Linked DNA regions of Capra hircus: region 2 is linked to region 1. A link is a contact called in public Hi-C data. All regions are on one chromosome and are shown on one strand. Each heading gives the region's core, a stretch centred on a gene start, on an enhancer-like site or on the middle of the called end of the contact. The rest is flanking DNA. Distances are from core to core; before and after follow the strand shown. Region 1 overlaps WIPI1 (WD repeat domain phosphoinositide-interacting protein 1). Region 2 holds the start of ARSG (arylsulfatase G).

What was found. A called contact is a pair of places that touch in the nucleus more often than the background predicts.
Region 2: a Hi-C map of blood shows a contact between it and region 1, with 5 times the contacts expected there. The contact joins the promoter of ARSG here to the enhancer-like site in region 1. A contact is called at or near these places in 3 of 5 Hi-C or Micro-C datasets (all in blood).

What each region holds. Positions count from the first base shown.
Region 1 is chr19:60,981,813-60,988,652 of ARS1.2, forward strand. WIPI1 (WD repeat domain phosphoinositide-interacting protein 1) reads left to right here. Exons shown (of 13, transcript XM_018063942.1): 5 at 3,733-3,830; 6 at 4,278-4,370; 7 at 4,863-4,933; 8 at 5,622-5,729. Among named protein-coding and RNA genes, the nearest start is that of WIPI1, 16 kb to the left of the region's middle. Within about 2 kb of position 3,674, at least 1 of the 5 cell types and tissues checked has an H3K27ac peak or open chromatin away from gene starts, as enhancers often do.
Region 2 is chr19:61,096,334-61,103,040 of ARS1.2, forward strand. ARSG (arylsulfatase G) reads right to left here and starts at 3,884. Exons shown (of 13, transcript XM_018063936.1): 1 at 3,710-3,884. AMZ2 (archaemetzincin-2) reads right to left here. Exons shown (of 9, transcript XM_018063944.1): 9 at 6,531-6,707. The coding sequence ends at 6,623.

The sequences.
Region 1 (6,840 bases), core at 2,424-4,923:
AATCCAGTGTCCGTTCCCTCTCCATGAGGTGTGAGAGAAAGTTCCGTGGTAGCTGAAGAAGTTCAAGCTTCTTTCCTTTCTGGGAAGCTCACATTTTTATACAAAACTCTGAAGGTCACCTCACACCTATCAGAATGGCTCTTACCAAAAGACGAGATAACAGGTGTGGGCGATAAAAGGAGATAAAAGGGAGCCCTCTGGCACTGTTGGCGGGAGTGAAATTCCTGCAGCCACTGTGAAAAAGCGTATGGAGAGTCCTCTAAAAACTAAAACTAGAGCTACCTTATGACTAAGTAATCCCACATCTGGTTATTTATCCACAGAAAATGGAAACACTAACTCAAAAGAATAGCTGCAGGTGTACGTTCATAGCAGCATTAATAACAACAGCCAAGACGTGGGAACACCTCAGCATCCACTGGTGGGTGAGCGGATAAAGAGGTGTGGGGCATAGATACAATGGAATCTAACCAGCCATGAAAAAGAATGAGGTCTTGCCAGTGTAATGACATGATGGACCTTGAGGGCATCATGCTAAGTGAATTCAGTCAGAAAAAGACTAATACCATAAGATCTCACCTATGCACAGACTCTTCAAACAAAACAAACAAGCTCATAGACAGACTCGTAGACATAGACTCACAGGTGCAGGTCGGTGGCTGCCGGAGGCTTGGGAGAGGAGGATGTGAAATTGGTGAACAGGGTCAAGAGATACTAACTTCCAGTTAAAAAATAAATAAATCGTGGGGGTGTTCCCTTCAATGTGGAAACGATAGTTAAGAATCCTGCACCGCATGTTTGAAAGTTACTAAGAGAGTAGACCATCAAAGTTCTCATTGCAGAAAAAAAATGTGTGTGTGTGGTGAAGGATGTTAACTGGACTTATCATGGTGATGATTTGGTAATATATACAAATATCAGATCATCGTGTGGGACTCCTGAAACATGTAATGTTCTGTGTCAATTATACCGCAGTTAAAAAGGGAAACAGACTCTGAAGGGTCTGTCCAAGTCTTTCTGCTCAGAGGCCTCCCAGCCATGCCTGCTGGAGATGGGCCTCGAATATTTTTAGTGGAGGAAGTAGGTTAATGAGAACTGGGGTTCTTGAAACAGTAAAGCTAGAAAAAAGGCTGGATCCCCACAACCCCCTGACTCACTCATCTCAGGGGTCGGAATCAAGCCTGGAAAGGGCACAGATAGCCCGAGTCACAAGGTGGGGAGCAGACCAGGGCTTGGACCCGCAGCTGCCGCCTCTCTCAGCCAGACGCTCCGAGAACAGCTTCCCAACAGCTTCACTGAGGTCTCATTCACATGCCACATCAGTCACCCATTTAAAGCATGCAGTTCAGTAGCTTTCACATGCCGAGAGTTGTAACCATCGCTGCAGTCAGCTTTGGAGCGTTTTCATCAGTCCCCTCCAGAACCTGTACGGCCGTCACCCCCTGAGGCCTGTCCTAGGCTCCCCTGACCATCTTTCTGTCTCCATAGACTGATCTATTTCTGGACACTCCATGTAAGTGGAATTCAGTGCAACCGTTCAGCATCTGGTCTTTGCGAACGGGCTTCCTGCACTCAGCACAGCATCTTCAGGGCTCACCCACGCTGTGTGTAATCAGGGCCCCATTTCTTGCCGCTGTCTGACACTATTTTATTGGAAGAAGATACCAGGTTCTGTCTGTCTGTTCATGCGTTGATAGACACTGGGACTGCTTCCCCACTTTGACTATGACGAATCACGTTGCTGCGAACATCCGTGTGTAAGTTTCTATGAGGCTGTACATCTTCATTTCTCTTGAGTGGAAGCTGGGGGTTATATAATCATTCTATGTTAACCTCTTGAGGAACCGCCAAGCTGTTTCCCAAAGCCCCACTCTGTGCGACGCTACGTTCCCAGCAGCGTTACGTTCCCAAGGGCTCCAATTGCCTGTCTTTCTGATTAGAGGCGTCCTAGTGGGTGTGAAGTGGCGTCTCGTCGTGGTGTTGATTAACACTGCTTTTTTTTTTTCTTTTTTAACCCATGTGCTCAGAGCCCTTCAGCAGTTACCGGCTGCATTTGTAAGATCGTAACTCTTTGCTCTGGTTCATTGCTCAGGCCCCCGTTCAGACTTAGCGTCTTCCCTGCTAAGGGCCCCTCTGGGAGGGCATCCACCAGACAGGCCACCAATCTCACTGTCTGCCCTCCCCATTTCCTTGAGGCCAGAACACCTTCTGCCTGCTTAGGCTAGCTGTTATGGAAATTGCATTTTGATTGCAAATTCCCCACATAACATGGAGCACTGGAGTTCTCAGAGCAAAACTGGGAAGGTGTGGGTAGTCTCTTCTAAGGCTGGGGGGCCCTGTCCAGGCAGGCAGGCTGCAGGGGGCCTAGGGAGAGGGCGCAGGCCTCAGTCTGTCCCTTCCACGGTCGTGGGGCAGGTGACGAGGACCAGCGCTGGTCGAGTCCCCGGCAAAGCCCAAGCCCGGCAGGACCTTGGTTCCCGCTCTCGATGTTTGCTTGTTTCTTTTTTTAAAAAACCTCTGCTCTTCTGCTCAGATTAGGGTCAGGTCCATTTTAGCCTAATCTAAAGTTTCTCTTATGCTTTTATAAGAAACCCACTTAACAGGCTCACTTGTAACAAAGAATCAGCCAGCTTTTTTCTTTAAAAAGATGTCTCTCTTGTCTGATCTCCAGGTTCCTGTTCTGGTGACGCTTTTGGCTCTGGGGATTCTCTGAATTCACTTCTGTCACAAACACCTGTGTTCATCAAAACTAATGTTGTGAAAATCCTCTACTTAAATGCTCTTGGGATCCTCCCCCACTTGCCCTGCTCCAATCCCCTTGTAAACAAAAATGGCTTAGGTTTGATTCAGTGGTTCGATTGTGTGTTCACGCTTCCAAATATCGTTGAAGCGTCTTAAATCCAAAAGGTCCCCTTTCTTCACTTTGTCGGATGGCTGACACACCGTGTTCACTGCCCTCTAGGGAATTTCCCCTGCTGGGGGGCACTCCCCTCAGCAAGGCAGGACCTTTGCGCAGAAATAATCTCTAAACAGGCCTACCCCGCCACCACCACCCGGGCTCCCCCTTTCCCCGCAGCCTGCCCCTTTGCGGTTATTGTTGCCGGTTAGTCACCGAGTCAAGTCCCGCTCTTTGTGACCCCAAGCCCACCGCCCACCAGGCTCCTCTGTCCACGGGATCCTCCAGGGAAGAACACTGGAGCGGTTGCCATCCCCTCCTCCAGGGGCTCTTCCCCGCCCGGGGACTGGACCCGGGCCTCCTGCTCTGCAGGCTGAGCCGTGTGGGAAATCCCTTCCCAGTAGGAACCTTTATTTCAGTCGGGGGCTTACGCCCGGAGGCCGAGTTGGAAGCGAGGCAGACGTCATGTCAGGGCCCTGGGGCACAGTTCAGAGGGGAGCAGGGAGGGCGCTCTGCCTTCCGACCCCTCAGCTGCGCGTGGACGCGGTCTCCCGTGGGAGCTCAGTGCGCGCGGCCCTTGGAGAAGAGTCACTGCGCGTCCGGGGGCGCGGGGCGGCTCCCTCGCCAGCAGGTGGCGCTGCGGCCCTGCCGCGTGCGGACGGCGGCCCGCGGTCCCTGCCCTCCGCCCGGCCCCCGCCGGGCCCCGGGGAGCCAGCCGACTGGGGGCCGCTCTCCCCGCCCGGCCCTCCGCCCGGCCCCCGCGGACCCAGCCGCTCCGGGGCTGCTCCCCCGCGCGGCCCCGCGCACCCGGCCGCTCACTGGGCTTCCTCCGCCAGGTCTGTGCGCGCTCTCCATCAACCATTCCAATTCCTACGTGGCCTACCCCGGGAGCCCGACCACGGGCGAGATTGTGCTCTACGACGGACACTCCCTGGTAAGTCCGCGCGGCCGCGTGGTCAGCTCCGGCTGAGCGGCGCGCGCGCGGCCCCGGCCGCAGCCCCGGGCGTGCACGGGGCGGTCACGCGCTCTGCGCCCGTCGCCACGCGTCCACGTCGCCACGAGGCAGGCAGACGCGGGTGACGCGTGTCCTGCGGGCCGCGGTGCGGCCTGCGCCGCCTGCGCCTGTGCTGCCCCTGCCCGCCGAGCTCCCCGGAGCCGGGCCCCAGAGGTGCATCAGCCCCACGGCTGGTCACCGTCTCCCCGAGGGCAGGAGAAGGGACAGAAACGCAGCCGCCTCGAAGTAGAACCTAGACCCAGACAGCCCGGCGGAGCCCGGAGAGCCCAGCAAAGGGGGGCGGGCGTCTCGGAAGGAAGGGGGAGGGGCGGGAGGTGGACGGCACCCCCGCGCCCGCCATCGACCCGCCGTCCCTGTCGCCAACAGAAGGCCGTCTGCACCATTGCCGCCCACGAGGGCACGCTGGCCGCCATCGCCTTCAACTCCTCGGGCTCCAGGCTGGCCAGCGCCTCCGAGAAGGTAAGTGCTGCTCACAGCCGTGTCCTTGGGAGCCCCCCTCTGCCAGGGGTGCGGAGGGCCCCAGGCGCCAAGGAGCTGCTGGGGGGGACCGTGGCGCCAGCGCTCGCAACTCACTTCAGAGGGAGGCCCTCGGCCCCTGCGAGTGCCGCCTCATCTATCGTCTCCGCAGACCCAGGGCCTCTGCGTGTAGGACGTGAGCAGCTCTGCCCAGAGCCTCGCGGTCTGACCAAGAACCAGCGTGCCCGTCCTCACAGGCAGATCCGGGTTCTGGGAAGCCACAGCAGACGGATAGAGCAGCCAGCGCCTTGGGCTTAGGTGGGGAGGACAGGGAGACGGAGGGTGTTCAAGTCACCCTCCAAGAGCAGCTTACACGGCACGTGGACAGCCCTCCGTGTTTTCTCTCCGGGGTCAGATGCTCCAGACCAGCCCAGCAAGCTCCCCTCCAAAGGGGCAGGTCTGCAGGAAGAAACGCCCACCTGCTCTCTCTTGCAGGGCACCGTCATCCGGGTGTTTTCTGTTCCCGACGGGCAGAAGCTCTATGAGTTCCGGAGAGGGATGAAAAGGTCTGTGCTCCCTGTGTGTGTTGGCGTGTGCTTAGTCGCTTCAGAAGTGTCCGACTCGACGACGCCAGGGACTGTAGGCCACCAGGCTCCCCTGTCCACGGGACTCTCCAGGCAGCAATACTGGAGTGGGCTGCCACGCCCTCCTCCAGGGGATCTTCCCGACCCGGGGCTTGAACCCGAGTCTCTTGTGTCTCCTGCACTGGCAGGGGGGTTCTTTACTGCTGGGGCCACCTGGGAAGCCCTAAAAACCAGGGTCCAGGCCTGGATTTTAAAGTATGTCTCATTGCTAAACAATGCTGACCATCACGTGAGCCTTCAGCGAGTCAGTCCTTTCATAATTGTCACACCAAGGATCACTGGTGACGGATCACCATGACAAATAGAATAATCATGGAAAAGCTTAAGATACGTTAAGCGTGACCGAAACGTGACCCAGAGACACAGCACATGCTGTGGGGAAGACCGCCCCAGAGGACAAGCCCCACGCAGGGCCCCACGAGCCCCCAGTGCATAAAAATCGCAGTCTGCAGCCATCACGAAGTGAAGCCCAATGCAACCAGGTCCACCTGCGCCCAGACTCTCCGGGATATGTTTAGGTGTCTGTTTTTCTCTGAAGCTGACTTCCAAGCAGGAGGCCGCTTGCCTCGCTCGTTCCCGGGCTCACCCTCCCCCGTGGCTGTGTCTGCAGGTACGTGACCATCAGCTCCCTGGCTTTCAGCATGGACTCGCAGTTCCTCTGCGCCTCCAGCAACACGGAGACCGTGCATATCTTCAAGCTGGAGCATCTCTCCAACAGGTAGGACCGGAAACACCCGGGAGACCAGAGCGGGGCCTACCTGCAGGCCGAGGATCGGGCTCCTCCCGTCAGGCCAGCGGCGGTGTTAAACCAGGATAAAGTGCACAGTCAACGGGATGTGCTTGTGTACATGCAGGCTAAGCCGCTTCCGTTGTGTCCAACTGTGTGTGACCCCATGGGCTGCAGCCCGCCAGGCTCCTCTGTCCATGGGACTCTCCAGGCCAGAATACTGGAGTGGGTTGCCATGCCCTCCTCCAGGGCATCTTCCCGACCCAGGGATCGAACCCACATTAGTGCTACCTGGGCTTGAATTATCCCCAAACCACCCCCTCACCCTTAGTCCATGGAAGAACTGTCTTCCATATATGCAGGCCCTGGTGCCCAAAAGGCTGGGGACTGCTGGACGAGAGGAGCAGGGTCCTGGTCTGACCAGCGCCCCCTGACTTCTCTGCTAAGGCCACTAGCCCGTGTTACTTGCTGTCTCCACCAACGTGGTGAGTGTGTCAGCGGCAGACTCAGGGTGATCCCCGGGGCTCGGGGGCTGCCTCCTGAGCCGCAGCCGCGCTCCCCTGGGCAGGAAACCACAGGCAGGCGAGCTGCTGTGACTGGACGCCCGTGTCCTCGTCTGCAGAGCCTGACGTAACAACAGTCGTGTGTGCGTGTGAAGTCTCTAGCAGGTTCCCTGTAGTGTAGCGCTGGGCTCAGAGGGAAACCAACTAAGCGTTTGCCAGTCTCGTTGTCAGTACCGCGATGCTCAGGCCAGCCTTGTGCTGGAGCCTTGAGTGTGGACCTGCTTCGCCCCTGCTGCACTTTTAAAACTGAAGCTCTGTGGCCGCTCTGCCGCCTGGGCCGCCTCCCCCCCGGCGTCTGCTGCTTTCTGTCTCTCGGTCGCCTTTCGGTCGTCCTGAGCGTATTTCACACTTTGGCGTGATTGTTCCGTTTGTCACGGTGGTCTGTCTTCAGTGACCTTTGGTGTGAGGATTGCAAGAGGATTCACGACCCGCTGAGGGCTCAGGTGCAGAGCGAGCGACGGCACCCACTCTGGTACTGCTGCCTGGAGAATCCCAGGGACGGGGGAGCCTGGTGGGCTGCAGTCCATGGGGTCGCTAGG
Region 2 (6,707 bases), core at 2,634-5,133, 110 kb after region 1:
ACCACAGTGACTGCGGATCTCCTATAGGGGAAACGGAATAGGAAAACCGACCCCCCAGGACACTGTCTCTACAGGCTTTTAGAACAGGCACATAGGTATGCGTGGCTGAGTCGCTTCGCTGTCCACCTGAAACCCTCACAGCATCGTTCATTGGCTACTCCAGTATAAAAGAAAAAGCTTGAAATAAAGTACAGCTCACCTGAGACTACTGGGAAAAATACAAATTGTGGCTACGAATCTATACTATTAATATTTATCTACCTTTCCAGCAACTCAAGACGACGGCACACTAAGGAGACTAGCAACCTACCCCCTAGAATCTGATCCAAATGTTACTGTCTCTACGTGGGGACTCCCTTTTTTAAAAAAATAATAATAAGCGTTTATTTTTATTTCTTGACCGTGGTGCAGCCACGTGGGATCTTAGTTCCCTGACCCGGGATGGAACCCTGGCCCCTGCCCCGGAAGCATGGAGTGTTAACCCCTGCACCGCCAGGGAAGTCGGGGGACTCCCTCGCCAGTCCTGACTCCAGCGCTGACCTCCGGACCGTGCCACAGCCAGCTGAACCCGCCCTCGGCAGAGCCCCTGGTCCTCCTCCCCAGACCTGCTCCTTCCTCCACAGATCCTATTGACTCTGCTTTCTGACTATATCCATAGCCAGACCGTCTCTGCCAAGTTGGCCAGCAGCCCACAGTCAGTGTGATCCGAGCTGGAGGACTGGTCGCCTCCCAGCTGGTGTGCCCACTTCCACCCCTGACCGCCCTGGCCTCCCTTTTCCATAGGGAGGCCTTGCAACAATCCTTTGAAAGCACAAGCCATACCCAGTCCCATTCACAACCTACAAAGCCTTAATGTGGGCTCCCCACGCCCTGCCTGGGGCTACAATTTTCTGCCTCGGTTCTGCCAGGCTGGCTGCACTGGCTTCGTTATTGCTGCTTGAAATCTAAGGCCTCAGGCCTCAGCGAGTGTGGCTCCCGCTGCCTGGTCCACTCGTCCCTTACATGTGTGCACGACCCGACCCTTCCGTCTGTGCCCCCACCCCTGCCCGATGTCAGCCCCCAGGGAGGCACGCCTGGGCCCTAAGAGACGCAGCGCTTATTTCTGCCCCTCGGGTCTCCACCAGGACTCGTCTACTCGTTCTTACCACTGAGGGAGGTTCGAGCTTTTAGACTGGGGGAGAGTCGCCTCACAGTGCTCTTCGTTTCTGCTGTACAGCAACGTGAGGCAGCCCCTCCCTCCGGGCCTCCCTCCCACCCCACCCCCAGTCAGGGCGAAAGTGAAAGCCGCTCAACCGTGCCCAACTCCTTGCGACCCCATGGACTATACAGTCCATGGAATTCTCCAGGCCAGAATAGTGGAGTAGGTAGCCTCTCCCTTCTCCAGGGGATCTTCTCGACCCAGGAATCGAACTGAGGTCTCCTGCACTGCAGGTGGATTCTTTACCAACTGAGCTATCAGGGAAGCCCAATCAAGGCAGAACTTTTTTTATTCACTGGTATATTCCCAAGGCTTTGAAAAGAGTCTGGCACATAGGAGGTGATGCTCAAAACATACAGCTGAATGGATGAATTAGTGGGTTTCTCAGTTTTCATTGACTTTTCCAAAGATGAGCCTCAAAGGGCTCCCGGTAAGGCCCTACTTTGGGCAGGTCCACTCTGAGGAAGAAAATCCAAGTTCGTTGGAGACTAAACAGTGAGAGAGAGCACCACTAGGGCAGGCGCCAGGCTTCTGTATATGCCAGGTCCACAGCAGAGGAGCCGACTAACCAAACAGGAGAAACATTTGGGAAAAGAAAGAGAAAGCACTCCAGAAAGTTCCAAAAAGCAAAACTTGAATTTCCTGCACACCTGGCCACTACTTAAATAGCATTTACACTGTATTTACAACTATTTATATTGTATTAGGTATTGTAAGTAATCTAAGGGTGATTAAGGTGTCCGGGAGCATGCGCATAGGAAATACACAAATACCACACCGTTTCACAGAAGGGACGTGAGCACCCCTGGATTTTGGTATTGTGGGGCGGGGAAGGGGTTTGGTTCTGGAACCAACCATCCTGCAGATAGAAAGACTGATGCTTGGAGGGCTGTGAATGTGAACATATTGCTGGTGCAGAATTTACTCTATATTCATGCACACACATATGCTAAGTCACTGCAGCTGTGTCTGACTCTGCAGTCCTATGGACTGTAGCCTGCTGGACTTAAGCCATTTTCCTGGGGCTTCCCAGGTGGCGCTCGTGGTAAAGAACCCACCTGCCAACGCAGAAGACATTAGGAGACATGGGTTCCATCCCTGGGTCAAGAAGATCCCCTGAAAGAGGGCATGGCAACCCACTGTAGTATTCTCGCCTGGAGAATCAATCCCGTGGACTAAGGAGCCTGGGGGGCTACCATCCATGGAGTCGAAAAGCATCAGACACAACGGAAATGACTTAACACGGTACAAGCTATTTTCCAGCAGACTTTTTTCTTCCATGATGTCTGTCTCTATCGCCTTTTTTTTTTTTTTTTGCCGCACCAGGCAGGATCCTAGTTTCCAGACCAGGGACTGAACCCGGGCCCTCCACAGTGAAAGGCTGGGGTCCTAACCACTGGACCACCAGGGAATTCCCTCAAGGATGCTTCCTTTCCCCTGTGGTTCAACTGGGAGCAAGTAATTTTCTATGTACTGAGTCTCTCTCTTTTTGGTGTTAAAGCAAAGCACTGGGATTTCTCTGACTTTGAGCAGCCCCAGATGGTCCCACTTGAAAAGAGGTTGAAAGAAAGTTTAATCTCACAACCTCTTCTATAAACAATCTGAAAACAACCAGTTGAATCTCCTGCTTGTGGCGCTGTCCTTCTTATGAGGTCATGCAGCATAGTGAAGACAGAGCAGAACCTGGACATGAGGGAGCCCTGGGGTCATCTCGGCTGCTGGTTTAACTACACACGAGTTCACACCAGCCTGCGCTTGTTTCCACACTGTTAACACTTCGCAACTTCGCTTTCCAAAAGCGAAAACGACGCAGGAGGCCCTTGGCAATGGAAAGAGAGAGCTAAAAAAAAACCCATCTGTTCCAGGGAATCACAGCAGGTCCCCAAAGCACATTCACGGGGAATCCAGAAGCCTTCACAGGGACCCCCAGCTTTCAGCCTATATGAACACGGTCTGCACACACTGAAGACCCCACAACCTTTTCCTTCCAGAAGCTTCTCTCTCCTGTTAACTCAACTTCAAAGGGACACCCTCCCACGCAGACTGGAAACCGGCCACAACTGAGCACCGACCGCACTGTCCAACACAGCAGCCAGGAGCCATCCGGCTGCCGAGCGCTGGGCACGCGGCCACTGGGAACCCAGGCGCGCCGTCCCAGCAAGATACCCACGGAATGTGCAGGCTTAGTCCAGAATATAATGGACAGTGACACAAGTCAGACGGAGAAGGACAAACGCCGTGGGACCTCTCACACGTCTGGGGCCGAAAAGAGCAGAGCTGCTAAACGCAGGGAATAGACGGTGGTCGTCAGGGCTGGGGGCGGGGAGCGGGAGCCACGCGGTTCAAGGTCCGAAGTCGCAGGGAGTAGGGGGCCTGTCCCGAAGAGCAGCGCCCGGCGCCGCGAGCACAGACGACACTGTCGTAGGACACCGGCCCTGCCAGGAGACCCGCCTCAGTGCCCCCACCCCCGGCCCACGGAATGTCCACGCCTCGGGGAGCTCGCGCGGTCACCTGTTGATGCCGGGACGCCCTGAGGACCGGAGCCGCGCCGTCACGCCAGTGGCCCCCGCCTCTGTCCGCACGCGCTCACGGGCTCCAGGGCCGGCGCCGCGGCCGGGGCCGCTCCGAGCACCCGCGGGCCCCGAGGAGCGGGCAGGGCTGCCGCCGGGGGCCTGGCCTCGGCCGGCCGGGCCCGCACGGACGCCCTCACGGCCCTGCGCGCGCCCCGCGGCCCCGCGCGGCTGCCGCCGGTCGGGTCGGGGCCGGGGCCGCCGGTCGGGTCGGTCCGGTCCCGCCGCGCTTACGGGCCGGGCCGGGCGCCCTGGGCGGAAGCTGCCGGGCGCTTCCTGCGGGGGGCGGGGGCGGCGAGGGCCGCGGGGCGGCGCGGGACCGGGGTGCGGGAGCGCGCGCTCGCGGCGCGGGCGTCTCGGGGGCGCAGCCGGGGTCGGGACGGCGCTCGGCCTCCGCGTAGAGTCCCCGCGGCCTGAACTTGAACCCCGACCGTTCCCGTGACCCGAGCGACCCTGCTAAGTCCCTGGGCGCCGCCGGGAACGCTTCGGACTGTTTTCTAGAATGGTGTTCACAAGGTGGAAAGTTACTCATGTTTTCCTCTCAAATACCTTTTTGGCTCAGCGTTTGCAGAGGAAAAACTGCCTAGGTTTTGTCATTAAGTGAGAATCATTTTTAAAAACTACATTTATCCATAGTGTTTTAACTTTAATTGCAAGAAACAAATTATATTGTTTAACTTAACCCTAAGAAGTGTTCCAAAAGTAATGCAATGCATTTACACACGACTCCCAAGTGGCAATCGCAGAGTAGACGCCAGAACTGCAGCCTGCGCCGGGAGGGAGCAGACCTCTTAACAGACCTTGTTGCTGGTCCCACGGTGCAGTCAGCGCAGACTTACGTCTTCACCAAACGACTGAAACCCCGCCCCCTTACACATTTAATCGAATCTGAGTTCTTGTAGGTCTGCAACTAAAGCCGACCTACTGGACTAACACTGTGCCCACCCTGCAGGGCAGTGAAAGGAAACTGGGGGGAATGGAGGAGACCTAAAGCGTAACTCCGGGAGGAAATAAAACCCGCAGCAGATCCATCAGAGTCCATGCTGCTCGGTCCCCTTTGCAGTGTTTCTTAGAAGACCTGGTCTCTGCCCTCCGCTTAGTTTTAATGACAAGCCACCGTTTTCTAAATGACTAGAGGTTCACCGAACAGGAGTCTGGAGGTGAAGCCATTGATTTCGTTCTAAAATGTGCTTTAAATCGAGCTGCGTAAATAACAACAGTGCTAGGATTCAGGCGTAAAAGGGAGAAAATAAAAATTGCCTTTAGCTTCCCCTTCCAGGTTAAATGAGAAGTGGAAGTCCATCCGCCAGCATGCAGGTCACGTGATTTGCTCTAGCTTCTAGATGTCCTGCACCCAGCAGTCTGCTGGTCTCAGGTCTTTGATCTGCTCCCCTTCTGGACATCCAGCCCATGTTCCCAGCCTGATGTGAGCATTTCTGGCAGACGCACAGGTAGCGGCCCCACGCTGCCCCTCACTCGTGCAAACATTAGCACCGAGGAGCGGGAGATTACTGCAGGAACAAACCCGACCCCTGCTCCAGGCTGTGAGGAGGAGTGCACCACACACAGCTGCAAGCACCATTGATTAAAAGGGAAGAGCAAATCTGAGTCCCTGCTGGAACGGTCTCCTTTCCTTTAACCTCTGTGCTCTGTGGCTACCAAGAGTGCTGCGGCCCTCTCAGCAGTCCGGTGGCTGAGACCACACTTCCCCTGCAGGGGGCGCAGGCTCCAGCCCTGGTGAGGGAGCTCAGATCCCACGAGCCCCCAGGTGCGGACCTGTGGCCAGAAGTACACAGCAGAGCCCATTTTCAAGGCTCTGACCTTTAAAGGTGTACTTTTTCTATCCATATACAGAGGAAAAGCTGCAGGACAGAAAGCACCATCTGTTCTGTTGGAGGCTTGTAAGAAGGTGGTGATGTGACTTAAGTGGACAGCTACCAGAGCAAAGCATTTGGACACCAAGAAGTTGCAACCACCACCCACACCCCCTTCCCTGTTAGTACAAACGCGGCCTGATTTCTAACTCTGTTGGGCACGAGTCCACCATCTTCTTGGTCTGGCTGGCTTTCTGAAAAGTCACTATTCCTTGCCCCCAAAACTCATCTCTCGATTTGCTAGCCTGTCGCGCCAGCAAGCAATATGAGCTCGCACTGGCTAACAGTCATGACACGTTATCTGCAAGGCCCCTGGCAAAGGACTCCGTCTATGAAAGCTGAGAACAGCGGCGTCCCCACAAGCACCGACAGCGGGGCAGGACGGGCACCGTCAATGCCGCCTGGAAATACTCCTGGGAGGAGCTTCCATGTTGAGCTGCTAAAAACTGAAGTGAGCTGTTGCTTCCTTCGGGGATCAGCTAACCATCAGCAGAGGAAAAAAAGAGGCCCAGCGGGCCCGAGGCTAGAAGAGACTGCAGGTGAGCAGAAGGAATGTGAATGGAGGGTGATGAGGCCGGGCCGGCCACGGGGGCAGCCTCTTTCCAAAAACTGAGCCAGCAATCACCCCCCAGAAATGGCGTTCCTCAGAAACCCTTTCTTAGGTCAGAGATGGCTCTTTTCACAGGATCTGTGTACTCACTAACTTCTGCTGGTCCTCGCCTCTCATGAGACATAAACATATTTGAAGAATGGAAATGACACGCTTGCTCCCTCAGACCAGACTAAGAGAGGAGAATTCTGAGTTTTTATTCTAAATGAGCCACAGTTCAAAGTTCAGTTGCTGTTAAAAACAAAAACAAAAAAAACCTCCACTCCACTGCCCAGACCCAAGGCAGAATCAGTTTATTCCAATGAAGTACTCCAGCCAAACGGAAGCATGATGTGCACGTGTTTATTTGAATTACTCCTACTGAAGGTCCTTATTTCTGGAGAACAGCCAGGCATCTTGTGATCCACTCCTTCCACTCTTTAAAGGCTTCCACAGGTTTTGGCAAAGTTACCAGC